Linked DNA regions of Anser cygnoides: region 2 is linked to region 1. Evidence: chromatin contacts called from public Hi-C data. All regions are on one chromosome and are shown on one strand. The core of a region is the stretch at or near the end of the contact, and the rest is flanking DNA. Distances in the headings are between cores, read along the strand shown. Region 1 overlaps POLR1A (RNA polymerase I subunit A). Region 2 has its middle 22 kb from the start of ATOH8.

Region 1 (7,395 bases), core at 1,548-4,047:
TCACAAAGAGTTATTCTCTGAGCAAACAGCCAGAAGGATCTCGCTTCCGATGCAGATGTGCTCTTGCACCAAATCCTGATCAGCAATCTGCTGGGTCACACCTGAGCTCTCGCGGCACTTCCTGCTCTGTTAGCAGTGCCCCGTGGTCGCAGCCCTTCCTATTTCTGTCTTACTGATTCAGGCCGTAAGTAGGCACAGTATCTATTTAAATGTACACTCGAGATATCAGCTGCATTAAAGCAAATTAGATCCAGACTGCTGTAATCCACATTATGACTTGGTTTCCATCTTGGGGAAATCAATAAATCCCTGCACTTGCAACCAGTGCGGCTTTCCTGCAAATTCACCATGCCCTTCTGTTAGCATGCACTTTGTGTCTTTATTTGTAATATTATCCGTAAATGTAATCATGTTTCACCTGACAAAAACTTTATCTTATTTCTAAGTCAACATGTGCTACGATGTATATCCTGAGAAAGCGACTGTGCAAGAATCTTCCTCTTCTGCTCCATTTCTCTCCAAATTTACGCCTTTCCTTTCTGATTTTCAGATGATTTCTAAGTCACTTGTAACCAATACTATTCAGTAAAACCCAAGTTACCTTCCCAGACAAGGTGCAAAACAGCATTAAGAGAAAGGAATTAAGTGACAAAGTTTCCCTCCCTGACATCTGTGCCAGGCAGCTTAAGACACTAGCTGAAGAGACCGTGTTGACAGCTTTTCCCATTTGTATTAGGTAACAAAATGGTGACACAGGAGCATCCAAGAAGGAGCATCCAACAGGCAAGTGACAAAAAACAAGAGCAAAAAGGACGTGTAGTTAGTATCCAAAAAATAAGATCAAACTGTTCAGTGACACTTAAAACATAACTTCTTTGGACAGGACCCCAAAATACAGATGGCTAGTGCCATTTAAATGCCCTAAAGGATCCATGCAGATATGTCGTCTGTTGGACAAGGCAGAGAACCCAAGAGATTTGCACAACTTCCAGAATAGCAAATAGGGGCCAGAAAAGGCTACCGTACTCTCGGTTATCCAAAATGGCACCGGAATCCTACCATTAGCCAAATGAATGTGACCCTTTGTCTGTGGTTGGGGGGAGACCCCAAAGACAGTAAAGTTCTACAAAGCAGAAGAAATCCAGAATCAAATTAAGAACCAGGAAGACTGTTCTCACAATAAAACAGCAATTTTAAAGCAGAAGAGATGAAAACGTGGGAGTAATAACAGAGACAGGAAAACCAAGCAGAGATGACAACTTTAATGGTCTAAGCAGAGACAGAAAAAGGCAGATTTAATAGTCTGTTATAAGGCTTTGCTATAACAAACCGTAACAGTTTTAAGGTTTGTTATAAAAAAGCCTATCTAATTCTTAAAGACAGGAATCACAGACCCCACAAATTACATGTGGGAGCTGACTTCATTTAAGCTGACAGAATTTTATTAAAAATGTCTGGAACATTTTCCTAGGCAAGGACTTAATTAAAATGTTAGCCTCTGGCCTTTTTTCTAACACAATTATGCAGTACTTGAAATAGTGGAAATTTATGATGAAAACAAAGCATATGTGAAATTCTGCAGCGATATAGTTCAAACTAAACCACTTACCCATCATGGTTGCTTCCTTCAAGAATTTGTAACTGGTTTCAAACGTCATCTGTTGCAGAGGGGAGGAGCTGGACTGGATTCCAAAGCGATTCAGTGGTTTATAAACTCCTTCAAAACACATGTAATCTGCCACAAGTGAAAGGTGCCGAGGGTCTACCACAATGCCTAAGAACACAGGAAAGAGCAATCATCAGAGCACTCAAGTGCTAAGGTATTCCTGTCTAAAAAAGAAATCTGATCTAAATTAATCCCCTGGATCTAATCAACATGGAGAACATCTCTTTTAACATCCTTATGGCGACTGCAAATCTTTGTATGTAGCTGGTGTGGCTGCTCCCCTCAATTATCCAAGCTGGGCACTCCTCATTTTAATATAAAACAGTACTTCTGCAAGGCAACTAAGATGTCAAGAATGCTGCAACAAGGCAGCGTTTCACTCTACATAAAATCAGTAAGATCTACGTCATTTTTGTTTACATGCATCCAGCCAGTTGTGACAGGACAGAGCTTTTATCTTCTCACTCATGGCCTGTATTAGCTAGGCACTGGAAGCAGCAAGGTTCTGGTATTTTCTGTTTACGACGTTAGGCATCCACAAAAAAAACAGACAAACAAACAAAAACATTCAGTCTAAAAAGAAACAGTACTTATTTTTAAGTAACACTGCGGTGGCAAGTGCGATGGGAGATCATTAACAGTTCTGTCAACATTTACCTACCAGTTCTTGAACAACTTGAAGGTTGGACCATTCTGGGCTGCCAGCCGAAAAATTTGTTGGATGAGACTGGTTGCTAAAACTCCCACTGCATTAATCTTCCCTCTTTTCAAGAGTTTAATTCATAGCGTGACTTAGCTCACTTAAGGCAAATGCAACACGCCAAGCTTTAGCAGCCTAACAAGCCAGGCATCCTCCCTGAACTGGGACTCTCAGTAGTGCAGAGGGACAAACCCTCAGACAATGCAGTATCAATGCAGCTTCTATCATTTTAGGAATTACATACATTTAACTATAAAAGGACCCTAGACTCTTATCGTTAAAAAAGCTAGAATGAGACAAGATTAATCCTATTCTCAGGGCCACTATGCACTGGTCTAACATAGTTAAGGTTCCTCAGATGTTAATAATTAATTCCTCTGGACTTTCCAGCTTGCACAGTAATGGAATAGAAAAAAATCTGTGATGCATGGAAAAAAAACCTTGTCTAGGGCATTTTCTACAGATTAAACAGAACTTGAATAATGAATTCTTCACAGAAGGCACTATAATCATCAGAATGATGAAAAAATGAAGAGACATAACTGTGAGCAATGTGGCAATTATAATAAAGGCCATCTTCAAAGATGCAAACAAAACCTACCATATACAGCAAACACATCTTTTATTTCCTTTATAAGGACCCTCAGGGCAGACTCAATACCGTAATGCTTAGCCATGGCATGAATATCATTGGAATAAAGCCTGTTCAGGTCCAAAATCTGAAAGACAAAAAAAACAAAACACAGATATAAACTAGCACAGTAACTACTCTATTTTTTCCAAGTAGCTTAAGCTAAGCTAAGCAAGCTAACGTAGTTTTTTTCCCTCCACCTTTCATTAGCTTAAACACCACCAAAAGTTGCACAAAAACAAGACAGTAGCTCAGAGCCAAATACAGACAAAAATGACACTGGAGATTTATGTTTAGGCAAGTGATCATTGTGGTTTATACACAGGTCGGAATCAAAATTCAGCACAGAAATAACTGACCTGAGTTTAGAAAACAAACAAACCAACTAACCATTCCTAGCAGCAGAAGGACATGTTGAAGTCTTCCAAGAAATGTAATGCCCAGTCTGTCTCAACCAACCAGAACTCTTAACAAAAGCAGTAGAAAATATGTAGCATAAAACAATCCTCTATTTGTAGAGTTATGGGCTAGATGGCATAACAGAACTATTCATCTCCAAGTACTGCAATTCATTTAGATGGAAGAATTCCCTCAAGTAACATTTATAGAGACAGTTACAAGCATAGTGTGGAATTATCTGTCATTAGATACTGGGCTGCTGCACAAAAAAACAATTTGCAATTTACCCTTGAGAAAAGGCTTCACTGAACTCTGAACGCAGCTGGGGGAAAAAAGGAGAAGGAAGGAAGCCTAAGAGCTGAAAAGGCTACACGTCAACCCTGCTAACACCTATCATCCACCCCCTCTCCGTAGAGCACAGAAGATCACTCCAGTTCAGGATTATAAATAGACTACGTACATCAGAGTATCTGAACAGCTCTGCAAGATTTATCCCTTCAGTATGCAGAATGAGTTCCTTCTCTCCTTGCTTATTGGTACTTTCATTCAACAAGCACCGGGTGATCCCCTTCACTTCATGGATGACCGTGTTTCGTGTCAGAGAGAGAAGCAAAGAGGAGAGATCGAAGTACGCCTTCATCAATGGAAGTGTCAAGGAAACCTAAAAAGAGAAAAAAACAAAAGTGGTGTTTTTCTGTAAAAACGCTTGAGCATTAGGCTCAATAACCTACTTCTTCTTAGGCAAAAAGCAGACAAATAGGATTATCCTAATTGTGTGTTTTAGGAACGTAAATGTCTGACTAGAATTATAGTCATAAATATATTTATTTATAAACAAACATGTCAATTGTCTTTTAAAAAAGTTTCATTGGGGTTTTGAAAGTCAGCTGTAAATAATTGCGTCAAGAAGAACATTTGTGCTGAGGCACGCACTTCCACTCCTCTGTACTAATAGGGGACTGCTGATGAGACAAAACAGCAGCACTCCACTGAAGAGAGCCCTGTTACAAGGGCTACGTGCAACTGTTGTGCAACCACACACAGCTGCTTCCAGGCACCACCAGCTTACCTCACACCAAAGTTCGTTTTCAGTGTCAAACGTGTAATCCTGAATTGACGGGTGACTGTTCAGAACAGCATTTATTCGCATCTCCGCTGACTTGAGTAATAGATTTCTCTCTTTTTTAGTCTGAGACGTAAAGGAAAGATGTTGAGGATCATCACCATCTGCTCCGTTCTGATCTCCTTCCTCAGCACCTTGAGCCCTCTCTTCTTTGTCTGATTCAACCTCTTCATCTTCTGGATTCTCAGCAACGTTTTCTTCCGCATTCTCTTCCTCACTCTCATAATCAACCTAAAAGAAACAATGATGTAATTACGTAGGCCAGAGCACATGCAGAAACAAACACACTATGAAGCAGTTTTATTCATGAATATTCTTGACAGATGAGTTGCAAGTACCTTGCCTATGACACAATGAAAATGTCATCCTGTTACAAAGAGAATACAGCAGGATTCAGTTCAGTCTCTATTTCTCTTGCTGTTATTTCTCGATGCAATCGTGGATGCTATAGCTTATTGCCACTGTGGCAGAATTATTATTATTATTTATTTTTTTAAGCCCCAAAAGGCTCTTCCCATAATCTAGCTTTGATGATTGGAGTCCCTCAGGATTTTACTCTTGCTGAAACTGCAGCTGACCATTCTTTGTACAATAATTATGAAGTAGTAAGCATGGAATGAACACTCACAGCCAGAATATTTATAACAACTACACTGTAGTTTTAAACACAACTAATGACGTGAAAATAGCAAGACATAAGGTTAAGTTGAACTACAGCACAGACAACCTGACGCATCTATCCAATAGCTGAAGAAGGGGGCTTTGAATAAAATCTGAAAGATCTCTTCCATCTCTAACTTGCACAGTTCTTTACTGCTCTTAAAAGAGTAATTAGTAAAATAAGAGTTCTTAAAGAACTACAGGGACCAGGCCCAACCATAATAAGCACATCACCAGAAGTCTCAGCCCACATTTCCTGCTACAGATTTCTCCCCCCATCCAAATTAAAACTGATCAGCACAAACCAATGACTTCCCTAAGCCTTTTACTTTATTATTATTGGCTTTCTTGCTGGCGTTTAGCTTCTATAGACATTATCCTTCTCAAACTCAGACCAAAACAGTGGAAACAGAATTCAAGTGCAGTACTGAGCACCTATGAAATCATTACCTCTTCTTCCTGGTTCTTCCTCCGTTTTGCTTCTGTAGCATCACCATCCCCTTCATCAGCTTCTGCATCAACAATCTTCTCTTCCTCTTCGGGAGCTTCCTGACTATTTTGTGCCTAGAAATCCATAACAGATGAGACAATCAGGCTGACTCTGCGGTAAAGCATGAACTGTATCCAAAGGCTTTAGGCAAACATTCGTAATTTAAAAATCCCCTGTCCATCTTTATGGCAGACATCCCCTGTTCTACCTTTAAGAACAAACTAATTTCTAAAATAACACTACTGTAAAAAACAAACAAAAAACCTCGTATTAGTGATAGCTGTCATGTTAAACCAGAATTTCTACAAAATATATAAGCTATTGCTCTGCTTATATGACAGTCCATATTGGGAAAAGGGTGGCAGAAGGAACATGCAAAAGCTTTTCAACGAATAAAGGACCTTCCCCCAAAGGTTTTGACAGGCAGTGCTGTGAAAGGATCTTGTTCTGATGGCAGAGAGTGCTAAGTTTTTATCTCAGTGCAACTAAAACAAGTATTATCACATGCTGAGAATGTGTAAGTAAATTAGGATTATATGAAACGACTATTTCCTTGTTAATTTGATAAGGATACAAAGAGAATTTATACATAAAGAAACTGATTAAGAAGTAATTTAGTATTCACACAATAAGTATTCACATCAAAACAAGCGATGTCAAATTCCAGTTCTCAAAAATGGGTAAGGAAAGGGAGGCACATTTCAGGTAATGTTTTTCTGTACCTTGTCTCCATCACCATCTAAATCCTTCCGAGTTGCTTTCCGTGTACTGACTTCAGTAAAAGATGCCATCTTCGCATTCTTCCGTTTAATTGTTTCCAGGACAATTTTAAAGAATCTGAAAGAAGCAGCAACCCAAGAGGTCCAAGTTCAGCAATACTGCAGTCAATTTTGAACTATCATAAACAGAATGTATTTTAAGAAGCCGGTCAGCTCATGACATAACATATTCCTTGGTGCATACAAAAATGTTTCTAGGGTAAGACAATTGATTTTTTTTCTTGTCCCTTTCCCATTTCCTTGGGAATAAAAGTTTGGCATCACCTCTCTTACAATTACAGATGTAGTGATGCATCGAAAGGTTATAACCTCATCTAGACATAAATTCAGCACATCATATTGACCTTCAGAAGAGATAGCTTACTTTTGGACATTTAAAATTATTTTTTTAAACCAACAAGCACATCCAACATTGTTATATAAAGTAACTCAGCTTGAATGAAGAACAAATCAGTGAAGTGTTTTTTTTTTTTACTTTCTTCTTTGAAAACAAACAAAAAACCCAAAAGTTTTATTTATTCTTTATGAGAGCAAGGGATACTTAAAGCATTCAAACATTTTTGCTGCTAATAAACACGTAAGCATCCAAAGATGAGGAATGCAACATTGCTTATACAGGCTCTTCTCTTGAGTATATCAGAGACACAAGAAAGATCTGCCTCAACAGAATTCTGCACTGTAGCCAAGCCACAGATACACAACCTTACTCGAGACAAAAATCCACCATGTAGATGCTTCTGCAAGCATGTCTTCAGGACACTGCTGCTCTGAGAGCCATAACAGCAATAATAAACAACAAATAATGACCCCTAGAGCCCACAGAAGGGCAAAGGAAAAACAAACATGAGAGCATCTGAAAGCAAACTAACCTTGTTTCCATAAAGTGCAAGATGTCCCTGGGCTTCACACATTTCTCCTCCCGGTAATACTCATGGGGCAAGAAATGG
Region 2 (7,395 bases), core at 3,634-6,133, 160 kb before region 1:
ACCAGCTCAGTATATGAAATCAGCAGTCCAGATCACCCTAGGCTGTTGTTAACTACATTTTATTTTTTTTACCACAAGGAACCTCAGGGAATACAATCTGACATCTAACAAGATTTCTTGGTGAGAACTATTGCCATCATCTCCTTATTAACAGTTTTATCACATTCTGAAAAGAAGTTATTGGGAAAATATTGTAGCAGAGAAATGATAAATATTATTTAAAATACCTCCTCCATCCAAGTTTGGCAAGTCCTGAAAACACTGAGCGAAGGTACATCATGCAATAGGTAACCAGGCCTGAAATCAAACAGAAAGCATTGCACTAGTTTGGTTCACATCTCGACAATAACTCCATACAGCTTCATCTAACAGACAAATAAGGAAAATACAATATTTAAATAATAGCATGGTGTGATTGTATTCCCTTCCTGACACTCCAAACTTGGCGCCAGACCTGCCGGGGGTTTCGCTGACTGTTGAGGATGTGTCTGACAAACCTGGCTTGAGTCTTGGGCTTTTAACCAAACAGCCGGTGTGTTCTAGATAGTTATTTGTCCCCAGATGCCCTGATGTAACAGCCAGGTTTAATACAACTCTCCCTTCAGCTGCTGGAGGTATTGGTAGTTGCCCGTCATTATTCCCTTTTCTGTTTCTAGCAGATGGGAATTCTCCTCTGGGGATGAAGCTGATCAGCCTTAGAGTCTTGCAAAAATAGAAATGACGTAAATTGAGATGATAAGGCATGTTTGGAGAGGGGCAGAGATATTTAGGGAAGAAGCAGCAATGCACTGGGGAAAAGGAAGGTGCATTTTAAGTGCTTCTGGGAAATTCAGGCCCAGCCCCTGAAGTTCAGATTTATGAATCTATTCTGGTTTTCTGAAATGATTGAACACACAGTTTAATAATATGGATCCTCACTTTAAAAGCCTCACTAGCATAAATCACAGATCTGCATTGTCTGCAATATGCATGCCACGTTTATTACCTAGGTTCATGGCCAACACTTAACTTAATTTAGTGCATACCCTTTCATGTAATGTATTCCAAGATATGCATCACTTGACAATTCAGCACCACGGTGCTCAAAACTGCCTATGGTATCAATCTATATGATGATTAAATCTCATCATTTTTTAACATACCAGGCTTTCAGAGCACTAGATGGTGCTAGAGAATGCTCTTAGCCAGCTCCGGGGGCTGCATTCCTGTAAACTCTCTCCATGTACCATTTATTTTTTGTAGGATTTAACAGTCTTATCTGGATCAAGCATCTATATTCTCAGCAGTGCTTCAGATCGGCTGCTGATATTGTCCATCACTCTTCCTTGTCGTGTGATGAGATATTGTTTGTTATTGCCAGAAGCAAGCTGTCAAAACCATGAGTCAGGCTCCCCAGATCATAAGACAGCCTTAAAAACCAGGGATATATATATTTTGTAGTGTGTACTTTTTATTTACATTCTGGTTCCTAAGCTTTAGGACTGATATGATGATGTTAATGTGCTCCCTAGGAAGGGGTGGCAGTGCTGGGCACTAAAAGCATCTGCCATTAGGGCCAGGCATGGGGCTAAGCTGCAAGGTTCAAACCAATGTCCAGACCTTGACCTGGGGGTGTTCTGGAGCAGGGGGCTATGACCCATCCAAAGTACAGGAACTGCCCTCAGAAAACACCAGGTGGAAAGGACAATTAGGAAATGGAGTGTTTTTCCCTCCCTGACAGCTCAGCTGTGAGGCCAAACATACAGCAAGACTCAGGTGCTTCGAGGCAGGCCATGTATCTTTGGTAGACAGGTGCTGAACCGACACCAATTTCACAGTGCTGGCACTGTAAGCGGGGCTCCCCAGCTGTGTCTATCCCACAAAGCCACCGGGCTGCAGACAGCAACTGCTGCCGGACAGCTGGAGGGGCAGCGGGTTATTGGGCTGCTCCGGGACAGCCCCGAGGTGCAGCTGGTGGTGGGCAAGATCCTTCCCCCCACGAGGCAGCTGCACACAAGAGGAGAGCAGCCTCCCCGGGCACCGACGCCACAAGGGCTTGGCCTCATCCTGCACTGCACAGTGTGGGTTGGAGCCTCCTCCATCCCACCCGGCTGTGGGGTCATGCTCATCAAAAGCCCAGCTCACATCTATATGGGTAAATTTGGGTCAGGTGTGATGAGCCAAGGCTGTGGCACATCTCCTGTGGTTGGTTCTTCCTGGGCATGGTGGAGCTACCCCATGCTCTCGAAACAGCCAGCAGCACAGATGGAAACGCCGGGGTTCAGCCATTGGCCCTGCCGTGCTTCATCCCACCAGGAGCACAAACGAAGGGTGGTGCAGAACAAAAAAACATTGTTTGGATGATATGGGAAGGAAGAGCAGAAATCTGGGAAAGCCGGGTCAAAATCCAGATGGATGTTACGGGCTCTGCATTTGCACCTCTCCAGTGTCATTGACCAAAAGCAATTACTTCTCGGGATTTATTTAATCTTGGGTTTCTTGGTGACACGTGATTGCGTCCCGCTCCAGATTGATGATGGTGTTTAATCCAGATGGAAAGAGTTGAAAAATTCAGACATGATGTCATGGAACTACGACATCATCGCTAAAGCAACCAATCAGATAACAGCTAAATAATGACATTTCCAGGAAAACAACATTTATTTCTGTGGCAGTTCTAGTGCAATTAAGACCTGAAAGGGACACAGTCAGATCATGTTAGGACCATAGCTTAATATTTTCCAAAAGATCAGTGGAAATGCTCCCGTGGCTTTTCCTTTAGCGCAAACCAAATCGATTGTTGGTATGAATTTAAATATATCGCAGAGGGTGAAGCTGCAAACCAAGAGAAATCCCACTGCTATGCTGCTTGCCCCAGCTGAGCAAGTGCTTAAACGCAGTGAGAAAATCACCGTGTTGCCACATCTCTGTCTCATTTTATGTCACCCACAGTCTTCTAACAATACGGCAGGGCAAGAGATTTGCTTTTAATTGATTAGGAACCTACCAACCTCCCTCTGTGTGCCTTTTATTTATATTAGCAGTCTCAAAGGTTGAAGTATTCCCCTTCAGGTTTTATTCTGCCAGAGAAACGGGTTTGCTGTCATCACTCCTCACCAGCACAGCCTGAGACCAGCTTCTCCTCAGTCTCTCCCTTCCACCATTTGTCTTTACTACCTCATAGCTGTCAGCTTTTCCTTTAGCTGCTACTATGACATGAGCACAGGGTTATTTTGGCTAAAAAGCACTCAAAATGAGGAGGGGCAGAGGGGGGCAATTATTGATCTTAAAATGGGAAACATCCCTGGGATGGTATCCTTGACTAAGGGCTGCAATCCCCAGGTTGAAAACCTCCATCAATGCCTACCCAATAATAAATCCAAGAGAATTATATGGGATCATGACTCATTATAGACAATTCTGTGATTCTGTAGTGGTGGACTCGAGTTGGACTAGATGAACTTAAGGGTTATTTCATCATCAGTTTCCCTACCTGTAAAATACGCATAGTGGTAGCTGCTTGTTTGACAGTGGAAGATCTTGTTTAAGGAGTAACAGGGTTTTCTATGAGCCCCTTGTATTTCCTTCCCCAGCTGAATAGGTATTCAAAAAATAGACAGAAATTCATGCGAGATGCAAACCCAAGGATCTGGGAGAAGCAAATAGCCGAAATTACTACACAGCCCTCATTGCACCACCCCATGAGAAAAGCCATGTTCAGGCCCTTTCTGTTTGGGTGATGGATGTTTCAATGGACAGTCAGATAAATATATTTATTTTCCCTGAAAAAAAAGAAGCCTTGTGCAGAAAAGCCTACTATATTTTAATGTCACTGCAACTTTCAGTTGGGCCAGAAGTCTAAACATTTCTTTCCAAGCCCTTGGCTTCCCAGAGGAATTTTTTTCCAAATGGTTAGTGAAAATGCAGACAAATGGGTCAAATATCACAGGAATTGTAGAATGAAAGATGGGGTCCATCAAGACCAGAGGGTGGGCAAACTGCTCTAGGTGACACTGTTTGAGTAGGGGTTGGACCAGGTGGCCTCCAGAGGTCCCTGCCACCCTCAGCCATCCTTGTGAAGACAAGAACAAGAAGGCTCCTTCCTTTATCCCGTTCAAGCTGTTTGGCATCCTGCTGGAAGCACTGGGTTTGGGGGACACACGATGCATCCCAAGAAGGTATGAAGGGGGAAGGCGGATGAATTCTCACCCCTGCATGAAATCCTGGTAAGAGCAGCCCATTGGGCAAGCGGCTGTCACTCTATGCAATTAGATATAATTAATAACACACAGCTCAGAGAGGGGCCAGCAGGCACCAGTGGTGGTCCGGACCGTTCCCAGCCATGATGGGGTGCTGGGTGCTGCCACCCACCTACCTTCCAGGTGGCAAGGCCGTGCCCTTTTGGGGAGCCCCATACATACATGCTGCCATACATCATCCCGGCTGGCCGGGCAGCAGCCCTAACCTGGGTCTGTCCATCAGCCCGGAGCCAGGCTGTCCCCTTGCTCCCCTCCCGCCACCCCCTCGCCGGCCGCCAGGACTTTGTGTCCTAAAAGCTCATTCTTTCCATAGCGTAAAAAATAAACCAGCATGTGCTCCCTCTCCAACGCCGCCCATCTCCGCAACGGCCCCGGGTGGGTTGTTGTCGTAGTTGGGCTCGTTGGGCTCGGTGTCTGCTTAAATAACAGAATTACAGCGGGCCTAATCCTGCAAAGTGCTGAGTAACAGCTCGTTCCCAATAAATTAAGTAGGCACTCAGCGCCGCGGCCTGATATTTGTATCCATGTCCTCCTGGATTATCAGTCTCTCCTCCTTGCTCTCTCCCCGGCCCCTCGGGGAGCAATTATCTGTGAATGAGAACAGAATAACTCTTTTAGCAGAAGGTTTCCACACTCGCACACAAGGAGCGCTCTGAATGGATTTATCATGCTCACTAAAAAGGGAGGTGGAAAAAAAAAAAAAAGTCCCCCCTTCTCTCTCTCATTTTTTTATTTTATTTTATTTTAAGGAGAAATCCCTGAAGCGGCAGCCATTCCCTGGTGGCTCCCCGCACCAGAAAAAAATAAAATAAAATAAAATGGATATAGTAAAACTTTTTAAGGGAAGCATGAATCGGTTCTTCAGAAAAACAAGGCAGCGGTGCCAACTGGAAATGTTTGCTTTGGGGGTGAGTTAGATGGCTGGCGTCAGCCAGGGCTAAAGACATGCCAGCGGAATGCAATATTGGGGAAGCAGCAGGTCACTCAATCACTGGCAATTTGCCCAGGAGCAACTGGATGCCTTCAGATTTTTTTTTCTTGTGTGTGTGTGTTGCTTTTTTTTTCTTTTTTTTTTTTTTTTTTCTTTTTCCAGGCAAACAGAGCCTTAGCAGTTTCAGGGCCGGTGAGAGCTGGAGAATGGTATTTCTGAGAGGCACGCTCCTGCAGGAATATCCCTCGGTCTGCGCGGCTGTGCAGCGGTGACATCTGGCAGAAGAAGCTGCGTTTCTACAGATGGGGCTGAATCTGGCCCGCGGCCGCACACAGCAGAAGATGCGGCACCACATGCAGGGAAAGGATGGGGCAACGGGAAGGGACAGCAGTGCCAGCACCTCTGAAAATACCCTCCGCAGAGAAGAAATATTTTTTTTCTTCCACTAACAAATATCAAACACCAGAGAGGAGTTTTTGCTTATATTTTTGGGAGGCAATAGTTGTTTTTTTTTCAAGGTTAACTTGCTTACAAGAGTAGAGAAAGTAACTGAAATATAAAAAGAAAAAAATATTTTGAAAAAAACACATCAACATGGAGGAGGCAAAGCCCCAACAGGCAATTTTTCTGTATTTTTTCATGGCTCTATCGCTTGTGCAGAGTGCCAGGTTGCAAAGCCTGGGGAGGGAGGGCTCCCAGCAAGCCCAGCTCGTAGCTGCCACCCTCGTTAGGGATTTGCCCTTTTTGCTAACAAGGGAAATTGGTGTCCGGTCAGCGGCTGAACGCAGCACATCATGTGCTGATGTCAACCATGGCACTTCTCCAGAGGTGAAAAAGAACAATAAAATTGTCCTCACCACTGTCCCCCTTCACCCATATGGGTAAAGCCCAAATGTGAGATGGAGAGGAGCTCCCACGGAAGCATGGCCCTGAATCCATGGGGTTCGATACTGTTCAGAGGTCATCCTCCATGTAGGCAACCTGATCAACCCGTGAAGAAATCGGAGAGAAAGAATAGGTTTTTGGAGGCAGATCCCAGCTATGATCAGAAGGTTGGGATCCCTGAGAGGTCTCCTGAGTGGGGTCATGCAGAGGCATTCAGAAGGAGACAATTAACTGCATGTGCAATGCAGCCACTGACGGCAACCAAGTGACAAGCTCAAGAATTTCTTGACCACCTCTTGGCTCCAATTCTTTGGGCTTTCTTGAGGGCATTGGTCCAAATTTTCTGCTGGTGGTAACCCCACCAGGGGCCCTACGCATGCTCTGCCAATGTCCCCTGACCTGGCAGCTGTCCTTGCACTGCCATGCCATGGTGCCTGGTGCCTGCCACCAGTCCACCCAAGCTTGGAGACCATCAGGCATTGAACAGCAGCTTTATCTCGGGACTCATTCCCCACCTGAAATGCAGCTTTTCTGCTACTCCTGGCTTTCAGAGCAGCTGCTCCAGCAAACGCGATCATAGCATGATCATTCTTGTCTCTCCATTGACTCCTTTCTTTTTACATTTTCCTTCTGGCTTTGGATCTTGATCCAACTGTGTTACAGAACAGACCTAAAAGCACTCAGCATCCCAGCTCTCCATCACTCTTCTTTTCTGCTTCTCTTTTCATCTTAAAAGAATCATATTTGGAACAAGAGATGGTCATTTAATCACTGGACAAGGGCTTTAGTTAAAATGAATTGCATTCCCAGGTCAGTCACTACTTTCTTGTGTGATCTTGAGAATGTCCCTGCCCCAGATCTTTGTACTGTCAGATGGATATTGCAACCTTTTCTTTTCCTTGCTAAGTCTTTTTTTGCTCTCAGGAGCGGAAGGAGACTCTCTCTTGCAATGTGCATGCATGGCAAACTCGTGAAAAGAATTTGGTTTTACTGTAAAGTATCTTGAACAATTATTTAATAAAACACCCTAGTTCTTTACAATGATCTGAGGGAAAGAACATTTCCCAACTTCTTTTCTAGATGATTAATCCGGCTTTCTCTCCTTGCAGAAAGGGTCATATCAGAGCATCCAGCACGTACAACCTCTCCAGATGCCATAATGGCCACCAAGCCATGGCACCTCATCACCTGCCCGCAAGCACCTCCTGCTTCCCAGGAGGACCTCTGGTGTGGTTCAAGAGGAGCACTGATGGGCAGTGATTAAAGACAGAGTGGACATACTCAGTAACCCAGCAAGATCCTTGTCACAGTGAGCTCTCCCACCCAACCCTGTACTCCAGG

What was found. Hi-C and Micro-C count contacts between places; a contact is called where the count stands out from the background.
Region 2: a contact with region 1 is called in a Hi-C map of liver, with 2.4 times the contacts expected there. The contact joins two enhancer-like sites. A contact is called at or near these places in 2 of 7 Hi-C or Micro-C datasets (granulosa cells and liver).

The regions. Positions count from the first base shown.
Region 1 is chr4:6,342,258-6,349,652 of Taihu_goose_T2T_genome, reverse strand. POLR1A (RNA polymerase I subunit A) reads right to left here. Exons shown (of 34, transcript XM_048047789.2): 27 at 7,318-7,395; 28 at 6,392-6,506; 29 at 5,630-5,743; 30 at 4,466-4,750; 31 at 3,857-4,057; 32 at 2,968-3,085; 33 at 1,610-1,774. Among named protein-coding and RNA genes, the nearest start is that of POLR1A, 28 kb to the right of the region's middle. Within about 2 kb of position 2,797, at least 2 of the 3 cell types and tissues checked have open chromatin away from gene starts, as enhancers often do. A contact at or near this core is called in liver, where this site is marked.
Region 2 is chr4:6,505,024-6,512,418 of Taihu_goose_T2T_genome, reverse strand. No RefSeq gene overlaps it. Among named protein-coding and RNA genes, the nearest start is that of ATOH8, 22 kb to the right of the region's middle. Within about 2 kb of position 4,883, at least 1 of the 3 cell types and tissues checked has open chromatin away from gene starts, as enhancers often do. A contact at or near this core is called in liver, where this site is marked.